2 separate regions of the Gossypium hirsutum genome follow, and region 2 is linked to region 1. The links are chromatin contacts, called in public Hi-C maps. All regions are on one chromosome and are shown on one strand. Each heading gives the region's core, a stretch centred on a gene start, on an enhancer-like site or on the middle of the called end of the contact. The rest is flanking DNA. Distances are from core to core; before and after follow the strand shown. Region 1 holds the start of LOC107909716 (alpha-L-fucosidase 3). Region 2 holds the start of LOC107909711 (chloroplast sensor kinase, chloroplastic).

Evidence for each region. Hi-C and Micro-C count contacts between places; a contact is called where the count stands out from the background.
Region 2: a Hi-C map of hypocotyl shows a contact between it and region 1, with 1.8 times the contacts expected there. The contact joins the promoter of LOC107909711 here to the promoter of LOC107909716 in region 1. A contact is called at or near these places in 5 of 34 Hi-C or Micro-C datasets (callus, cotyledon, hypocotyl and 2 more).

Annotation. Positions count from the first base shown.
Region 1 is chrD02:59,664,450-59,669,264 of Gossypium_hirsutum_v2.1, reverse strand. It overlaps LOC107909716 (alpha-L-fucosidase 3), which reads right to left and starts at 3,067. Exons shown (of 5, transcript XM_016837348.2): 1 at 2,601-3,067; 2 at 1,413-1,622; 3 at 1,158-1,327; 4 at 784-1,054; 5 at 263-667. The coding sequence starts at 2,853. The coding sequence ends at 408.
Region 2 is chrD02:59,819,042-59,823,598 of Gossypium_hirsutum_v2.1, reverse strand. LOC107909711 (chloroplast sensor kinase, chloroplastic) reads right to left here and starts at 3,120. Exons shown (of 7, transcript XM_016837342.2): 1 at 2,176-3,120; 2 at 1,916-1,981; 3 at 1,747-1,815; 4 at 1,540-1,632; 5 at 1,074-1,300; 6 at 394-670; 7 at 1-151. The coding sequence starts at 3,090.

The DNA of each region.
Region 1 (4,815 bases), core at 1,818-4,317:
TAAAAATAATACACTTTAATATGGGATTAAGTATTTATACTTTTAATAGAAAAATACATTTAAAAAAAGTGGAACATTATTTGGTAAAATATAAGCTATAAAGTTTCATGCGATTAGGTAATTAATTTTTAAAAGGTAGTCGATATTTAATTTAGTAAAAATAATTAAGGAAATTTTTACTTTAATAATTAAGTTGATCATTTAATGCCATAAAGAAATAAACAAAAAAAAAACCTAATTAAATTTTAATTTAAAGATAAAATTATACCAAGTTTATCATTTTATAATCCATAATCAAACTAAAGAGATCCCAACTTAAGAATGACATAGAACTTGCTTAATCCATTAAAAAACGAACAAAAATAGACAACTAAAAATCTAAAAAGACTTGCGTTCCCCTTCCTAGCTTAATTCCTATAGCAAGCCATGTTTAATGGTGTTGGAGGGTCTGAAAGTGAACCATCAACAATACGTTCAAATATGTACTTATTAGCAGCTTCAGTGAAATGAACCCCGTCCCAGTTTACGTAAGTCCAAGGATCTTTGCAAGGAGCTCCCACCAACACTTCTTTCCCATGTTTGTTAACCTTTGCTCCACACCCCAAGTTCTTGTTATAATTGTACTTCCCACCATGGCCACAGCATGTTCTAAGAGGGTGCTTGAACCCTGCAATTTTTTTCATATCAATCCAATCCAATTGTCAAATCCAGAACCTTCTATGAATACTTCAACCCTGTATTTGTCATGAAGTTTTTAGTTGTTTCATAATGGGACTCACTCACCATGCTTTCTTCCTTGGCTAATTAGGGAGTATTTCACTGAGTAGACATCAACGTAAGTGATTGCAGCATGGGGCAAATTTTTGCGTAACTGTTCCACAATCTTTTTCAATCCACGGTTGAAAAACTGAGCAACTTCATTGAACGGAGAGGCGCATCCATAGTCATCAATTTGACCTGCTAAGACCGGGATACGCTCCATTACATATGGTAAACACCCAACAGGACCTGTATTGTGTATCCAAAAGTATCTCCCTCCTTGGTTATATATATACTGCACAATTTCAGGTTTCAAAGTAATAATCAATGCTAAGTTATATTCAAACATTTGATTCAACGATTAATGATTAATCGAATATTAGGTTAGCTTTACTGGCCTGAATTATAGTCTGGAACTGATTAAGCACATCGGGAACATAGGTTTTAACGTCATCAGTAGACATGTTTGAGAAATAACCCGCAGTGAGATCATTTTGGCCGATGTCAAAGGTGTATAAGGCATTTGAGAAGTGTTCTTTCTTTGGCATTAAGATTTCAAAAACTCCACCTGCACAACAGGAGAAATTGGGTGTGTGTTTTCTTGGCAGAAATTGAGAAATAAGGTAAATGGAATGTAGTAATTAAAAGATTACCTCTTTTACGTACAACTTGTGTCCTTGCATGGAAATCATTGAACTCGTAAAATTGAACGTTCAAAGAGATAGGGCTGAACCCGCTTTGTTGCAGAGTTGTGTTTTGAGGTCTAATGGTGGATCCAGCAGTGGCAAAGTTAGCTCCATGGCTAAAGTTAGTCCCCACAGAGTCAAGAAATGCACTTAGATATGGCAACCCAAGGCTCTCGGCTGAAAAAGTAAATAAGATCAAAACCCCTTTAGCCTTTGAGATTCTTTAGGTGTTTTCTTGGTTTGATATTTTTAAGTTTTATCTGTTATCAATCATAATCAAAGAGAAAAAGGCAATTTTCTTCACGCATTACAATAATTGAAATCGAAACAAGACAACAAAGGCCCATGCTCCCAAACACACTTCTTTTTATCTGCTTGTATTTGATAAGATCCAATTTGCGCGTGCTACACCTTTTTATGGAGATCGGAGTCTGAAAAATGGGACCAGGGAAGGACATCTTAGACAGGGACATCAATGGCTGTTTTAGATGGTCTGTTTTTTCTCATGCCAGTAAAACTAGCATCGGTGGATGCCAATAATTTTATGATGAACTATATACTAATAGAACCATTGTCATACTCAATTGCATCATTAATATTCCCGGATTGGATCTGTGGATATCAATTTTTTTTTTGGTAAATAAAGAAAATAATTATAACTAGCCATGATTAAATTAGTAATAGTCACCAATGCTTTCTTGTAAGAGACTCCGAACAATCTGATTAAGAGAATTCTCATAAATTTTCAGATGAATAGAATCATTTTTTTTTAACTTTACCAAAGAATCTGTAATCACTGATCGTGGGTATCAATTTGAAAATCATTAGAAAAAGATTTTTCGTAACAAACATCAGTAATTAATTCCTCTCAAGAAAGGACAATTATGAGGAATAATCACAGATAATGCTGACTAATATGACCGATGAATGATAAAGTAAATTATATGCAGCTAAAACAATCTTTGATATCGTGGTTTCATGATTTAATCCAAACATATTGAAAAATGACCCCAAAAAACTTAAAACAAGTTCAGGGTAATATCATACAAACTTCAACGTTTAGACTGCAGTCATGCAATTTCTGATAGATTTTGACATTTTTGTGTTACGGGGAAAGTATCAGACTTTAGTAAGGTGGGGGTGTAAAAAGAGTACCTATGAAGTCGATCAAAAGGCGACCATCGGTGTAGCGGCCAGCGGGGGCGCCAAAGTAAGAGAACCCATTGGGAGGAGGAGCTTGGCCAAATGCTGCTGACAAGCCTCCAGTGTCGGAGTTTGAGTCACCAAAGTTGAATATTGCAGGGAATCGACATGGCTTTCTAGCGAGCACCAACGACACTGATGCAAGGTTCGTAAAGGAGATAGCAAAGATCGTGATAACAAAAATGGAAGATAGACCAAAGGCCATGGAGTAGGGAGAAAGTAAGAGTTATCCAAAACTGCTGTAAGGGAGAGTTTAAGTATGCAACTGAGGAGAAACTCAGTGAAGAGTTGATGCCTACTTATAAAAGTTTAACAGCTTGGGATCAACTATGATTTTGTTACATTTGTTACGATTTTCCTTCACCAAATATTTTACTGATTTCATAATCTCTTAAAATTTGACTTACATGTATAATTTTTTTATACAGACTTACAGGGATAACTAATCTTTAAATTATATAACCTTTTCCAATTTTTCATTTACACTAGTAATTTTTTTTATCAACATAGTACGAATTAACATTGTATTCTTTAAACATAATTTATAGCTTAAATATTACTTTTAATAAAAAATATAAAAATACCCGGATCAAAAACAAGAATACTCCACTATGAATGTTATATAAATCAAGTCTTTCCATTATTGAAAATATTAATTTAGCCATAAATGACACATAAAATTTTATGTGACATGATTTAAAATAAAAATTTTAAAGAAAAATAAATGTTACTACATAATTTTTAAAATTAAAAATTAAAAAAAAATTAAAGGAAAAAAAGAATGAATGATAACTTTTGAAAATCTCAAAATTAAGATTTTTACTTATTTATTTCTACAATATTAATTTTTCCTTATATTTTATTTTTAAAAGTTTTAATAAAAGAAATACATGTTTGAAAATAAAAATAGAATGTTTTAAAGGTTAAAATGAATTTAGAATAAAATTCATAATTTAAAGATATTTAAGTAACTTTTTCCGCCATACATTAATTTGCCTTATCTGATGGCAATAAATTTAGCAGTAATTTTATTGAAGGCATTCATGATAAACAGTTCTTAAAAGGGAAATAATGGTTGAAACAATACAAGAAAAACTGTCTTTAAGCTAAGGTTGATGATTTATGGGTTTCTCCTCATCGATATGTTAAATATGAACACCGGACCAAAGGTTGTGAATCAGGGCCGAAACTCGGGCGCTGATATGCCCGGAAAATTTTTCATTTAAATTTTTTAAATTTTAAATTAATAAAGATAAAATCATATTTTGGTCCTTTTTAAAAATATAAAAAATTAATTTAATCTTTTAAAAATTATAAAGATATAAAATATTAAAATAATAAATTATATTTTTATCATTGTAAAAATTAAAATTTAATTTCGACCTTTATAAAACAAAAATTCTAATTTCATCCCTGATTGTGAATATTATATATAAATATGATAAATATAATCTGTAATGTCTACTTATTTGATGGTACACATTACTTTCAACTTTTAGTTTAATCAAACTAATTTTTTTAATGAAAAATGATTAAACAATTACAATTTTAATAATATTGATGTGATAACATGCATAGTAATTTTTTTTATGAATTTAAATATTTTTATTTTATTTTTTGGTGATAAGTTATGACATCAATTCTGTTAAAACTTTAACAATCTAAGAGAAAGCAATTTGGAAAGAAACCAAAAATTAAAAAAAGAAATAAAGTAAAATAGAAAAATGACATATTTACAGTCGGAATGTTTGTAAATTGTAACAATAGAAAAACAATAAATAGAAAATTAAAATTAAAAAGCACCAAACAAATAATTTACGTTTGCAAGACATGTGTGCAGAGTTAAATCCGCAGGCACAAACATTAATTACAACTTAAACGATTTAGGGATTTTTTAAATACTTGTAGTGAATTATCTCCAACACTTGTAAATGCACTAATATTATGTTCTCAATTTGTATAACAACAAAAGATGATGCTTCCTTGCATAGCATAAATTAGTAGATTTTGCACACCATATTATCTAATTTCCTATTTTTATTGTCAAAAATCCAACTCATACACCACTTTGCTTACTATCATTTGTATTAATATAATATTATGTTAATTATTTTTGCACTAACAACCTCTCTATGTTTTCATCAGTTTTCAATTAAATCGTTCAAAA
Region 2 (4,557 bases), core at 1,871-4,370, 150 kb before region 1:
GAGGTGATATCACACGGACAACACACCCATAACTTTCAAGTATTTCTCGTGCTACAGTCAGCCCAGCAACAAAGTTCCATGTCATGTTGTCTTCAATCATGTTCTCCGAAAAGAGTTCGGCACCAAATGGTGTGAGGGAATGCATCTGTGTCTGCAAATACATACATCACCAAAACATTTCATTTATGATGAGCATGAGATCTAACTCAAAAGCAAGTAAAATAACTGCAATTTCCCAGGTAACTGTAACAGGGGTGACACTAAGCATTAACAAAGAAATACATGTACTAATGGTTAAGTAGCAAAAAAGGACATACCAAAGGCATTCAATACTATCTAAAATGAACAAAAAAGCAAAAGCTATCACAGAGGAAAAGGAATCTCCAACAATACCATATAGTGCATATCTGGACCGTCGTCATCAATTACTAGTAGAGCACCACCTGCTGGTGCACTAGTAGAAACAATTTCAACCTTCCCCCCAACCTGAGTACGTAACAATGCACCCTCTATCAAATTGCTCAGGGCTTGGCGCAAAGCAGGTTCTTCTATAGCCACTTGCAAAGGCTGCGAAAGTTCACTTAATTCCACCATGCGTTGCTGCTTATGTGCAAGAGGTCTTGCGGCATCAACTAAATCAGTGAGTACATCAGAAATATTGCAGGACTTCCTGAGAAAAGAACAAACATAATCAAACTTATAATAACGCTGCTAAAAGAAATCAACAGTAGAAATATATTGCATGTTTAATAAGAGGCGGGGCTGGATTGCATTCAATTGAAAAGTAACCAAGTGATTTATTATCAAGGCTATTTAGAGGAAAGATAAGCAGTTTAGCCTATATTCAGCTTTAGACTACAACCTAGGCTCACAGCACAAGTTCAGGCTATGTAATCTATACACTCTCCAACAATTAGCATCATAAACAATTTTCTACATGAGGTTTAACATCAAATTTGAACCGTAAAAGAGGAGTCTGCAACTGGAATTTAATTGATATGATTGAACACATAATTTGGTTTTATTTTATTTTATGAGGAGATGAACTCAAGTACCAGAAGGGAATTGCATACCTGATTCCGTGTTCTTGTAATGGAGCAAGAGCCAGAGGTGGCATTGGCATCTCTAAATCCTTGTCTGTAGTACTTAGGGATAGTAGTAAACCAGAGGTTTCTGACCTATTGCCAGACCTATCCCTGGAGAAATCATCTGATAATTGAGATCTTAGTGACTCAGGGTGCGAATGAGTTGAATTACGCATCTTTTTCAAAGATCCTTCATTGTAGCGCATTATATTAGCCTAAAAACAAGTCAGATAGGAAAATCAGATATGGGCGTGAAGATGACTAGAAAAGGGAAACTTTTAATACCAAGAATGAAACTAGCTGGGAACAGAAAGACATAACAGAGAGCTATTGTATCACATCAACCAAAAGAAAGAAAGACATTCTGAATCGTCAAAAGAAGAAAAATGAAAAGGAGAAGAAGCAGCAACAGTCTTAATGTGTGTATCTCTACATGCTTTGAGAGGAAAATGACCTTTGTCAAGTAAACAGCATCTTGTAGCTCTTGAAGGGTGCCGCTGATACAGTCACCTTGCACCAATATGTCTTCAACAATGTCGTGAGAAATCTACAAGAGTATGCTTTCCTTAATTAAATATGTAATAGTCGAAAGAATTGCAGAATGAAACACTTAAAACCGAAAAGTAGGATCAACATTTTTTCAGATGGTTCAAGAACTAACCTCATGTTCTTTGACATGAGTGGATAGCATTTTACTTAACGTCCTAATGCTGGAAAGAGGACCGCGAATCTGTAAGAAAATTTTGAAATTTAAAGGAAAAACCATAATAACTTGAACAATAAAAAAAAAGGAAGAAGGAAATGTATGTACAGCAGGCAACACATTATACCTGCTCAACCAGAGCACCCATTCTGACATTGTTTTGCCATGTCGATTGCTGTAGTAAAATAGCTTTCTACGGAAGAAATACGGTTAATATAAAAGCTGCATTGACTCATGACACACAAGTAAAATCACATTAAGTTCCTACATACATACAACATAACATGGCAAAGCTAAATCCTTTTTTCGCTTGATAATGGCAATGGAGCATTTGTATAAATTATTGGTAGTATAAAGATAAGAAGAAATAAGACGTGAGTGACTAACCTGATCCATAACATAAGCCACTGCTAAAGTTCGAGATATATTGATGGCATTGGATCTCTCGTCAACAGTAAAGATGTCATTTTGCCTCATGGCTTCATTCTCAAGAGACTGAATTTCCCACGATTTTTTCAAACCCAGTCCTGGAGAAGGAGAAGACAACGCGTAAGCCTCCTCAGGAGTCGGAAAACGAACCATGTCCCCACTTTCACTCCCCTGCGGCACCTTCTCCATCCCCGGGAGCTCCGCCACCAAGAAGCCCACCACGAACGGCTGCTTCACCATAGGAAATACCACCGCTCTATGCTCCCCCACAACCTCCATTTGTTGACTTGAAAGCGCCGCTTCAGCGGCACGCAGTCCTGCGGGGACAGTGAAGTTTCCAACTAAAAACAAAATGTCGGCGGCTTCGACTCCCGGATACGAGGTAACTCGACGTAACTCCAGCTGGTCCATGACGTAACTACCGGCCGGCCTGACATAAACGGAGAGAACAGCGTCGGGGTCAACGATACGGCGAAAGAGGTCGAGTTGTTCGAGGCAGAGGCGCTGGAAGTCGGGGGTAGGCATGATTAATTTGTGGTTGCGGTGGTCGTTTTTCTCGATTCTTTGAGTGAAGTCGACGGGGGAGGTGGAGGCTTTACGGATGGCAGCGGAGATGGCAGAGGCGGAGGAGACCATGGCGGGTTGGGCTTGGGGGGATTCATCGTCGTCGGAGAGGGTGGGGGCGGAGACGTGGTGGAGGGAGGTGGAGTTGAGGTTGAGGTGTTTGAGAGGGGGCTTGGGAAGAGAGGAAGAGGAGAGGTGGTAGAGGGGGGCACGTGGAAGGGTTTGGTTGGTGGAGGAGTTAGGCGGGGAAAGAGGGAGTTGGGATGTTATTGCAGAGAGAAGCATTGGTGGAACCACCGAGGCTGCCATAAGTGTGGACTGGACTGGATGGATAACAACAAAAACAAAAATTAAATCAAATGATAATGGGGTTTCAATGCTGATATTTACTAAACGACTACGTTTTAGCTGCTTTTTTGTTTTTTAATATGCTTAGCATTCATTACGAAATTCCAGGCTTTTTTTATTATAAAAAAATTAAAAATTAATTAATTACATAAATAGTATGCAACAACAATTAATTATGATATGAAATCTAACGTATTTATCCGTGTCGCCTGATAAATTGATGATACTATCCTCATTTTTCAATTTTTTTAAAAATACTTGTATTTTCGAATGTGCATTGAAGAAAAATAATACAAAAAAAAAATTATGGGTGCCACCTAAGAGTCCAATAGCACTACTTTAACTTTACCAGACAAACCAGATGCAATTTTTAGTGTTAACAGATTTATCACAAGCAATTAGGATTATCCATAATCATTTTATTGGAAATCCTGATGATTTGTTAACTCTAAAAAGAAGAGAATTTTTCAAAAGAAGAGAATTTTTCAAAAGAAGATGTTGTTCCTACAAGAAAAAAAGATTTGTGAAGGCATTTTTATGCAATGACAAAGCTTTTTTGTGCTCTTGGATTAGATCCTAGTCTAAAGCAAGCAGTTGTTGCATCCATTCCGGATCCGCTTCAAGTAGCAATAAATCAAAATCTTTACTGGCAGAACAAGAATATTCTTTATCTTACCATGGGAGAGATCCAGCAGGAAACATATATTGCCCTAGAAGACTTATGTAACAGAAGAAAAGTCTTCAAAGACTATCTCCATGGTGACAGAAGATTAGATAAAGCCTGCAATGAATCACATCTTAAAATCAAGTGTGGTAAGGACAACTCGTGTTATTGTCCTACCAAGAAGAAAAAACATTTCAAGAGGATAAAGAGATTTTTTCCAAAGATGTCCAGAAAAGGAAGATACAAATAGAGATATCTCAAGAAGAAGAAAAGGTTCCCTAGAGGAGCTAAATCTACCCGTTGCTACATTTGCAACCAAAAGGGTCATTTTGCAAAGTCATGGCCAAACAACAAACATGGGACAAAGATGATCCAGCAAATACAACAAAAATCTGGAATCAAGATTGATGAGGAAGATGATCTTGAATCAATATTTTCTATTGATGATGAGCCTAATGAGAAATCATTATGTGCAATCTAGAGTATTGATTACAGTGAATCTAAAACTTCATCAAGTGAGATATTCATGATGCAGTCCCAGATCCTATCAAACTCTCAAATTCTTTCAACCTCTCCAGTTTCGATACCACATATTCCAGTTTCAATCTACTTAAGTAAATACAGTAAACCTATTACTATAATTGCTTTTATTGATACTGGAGTAGCAGAAACAATCATGAATCTAGAAGTTTTACCAGCAGAATGATGGGAACCTCATACCCGATACTTTAACTCAGCAGCAAACAAAGTTTTTGCAACACACT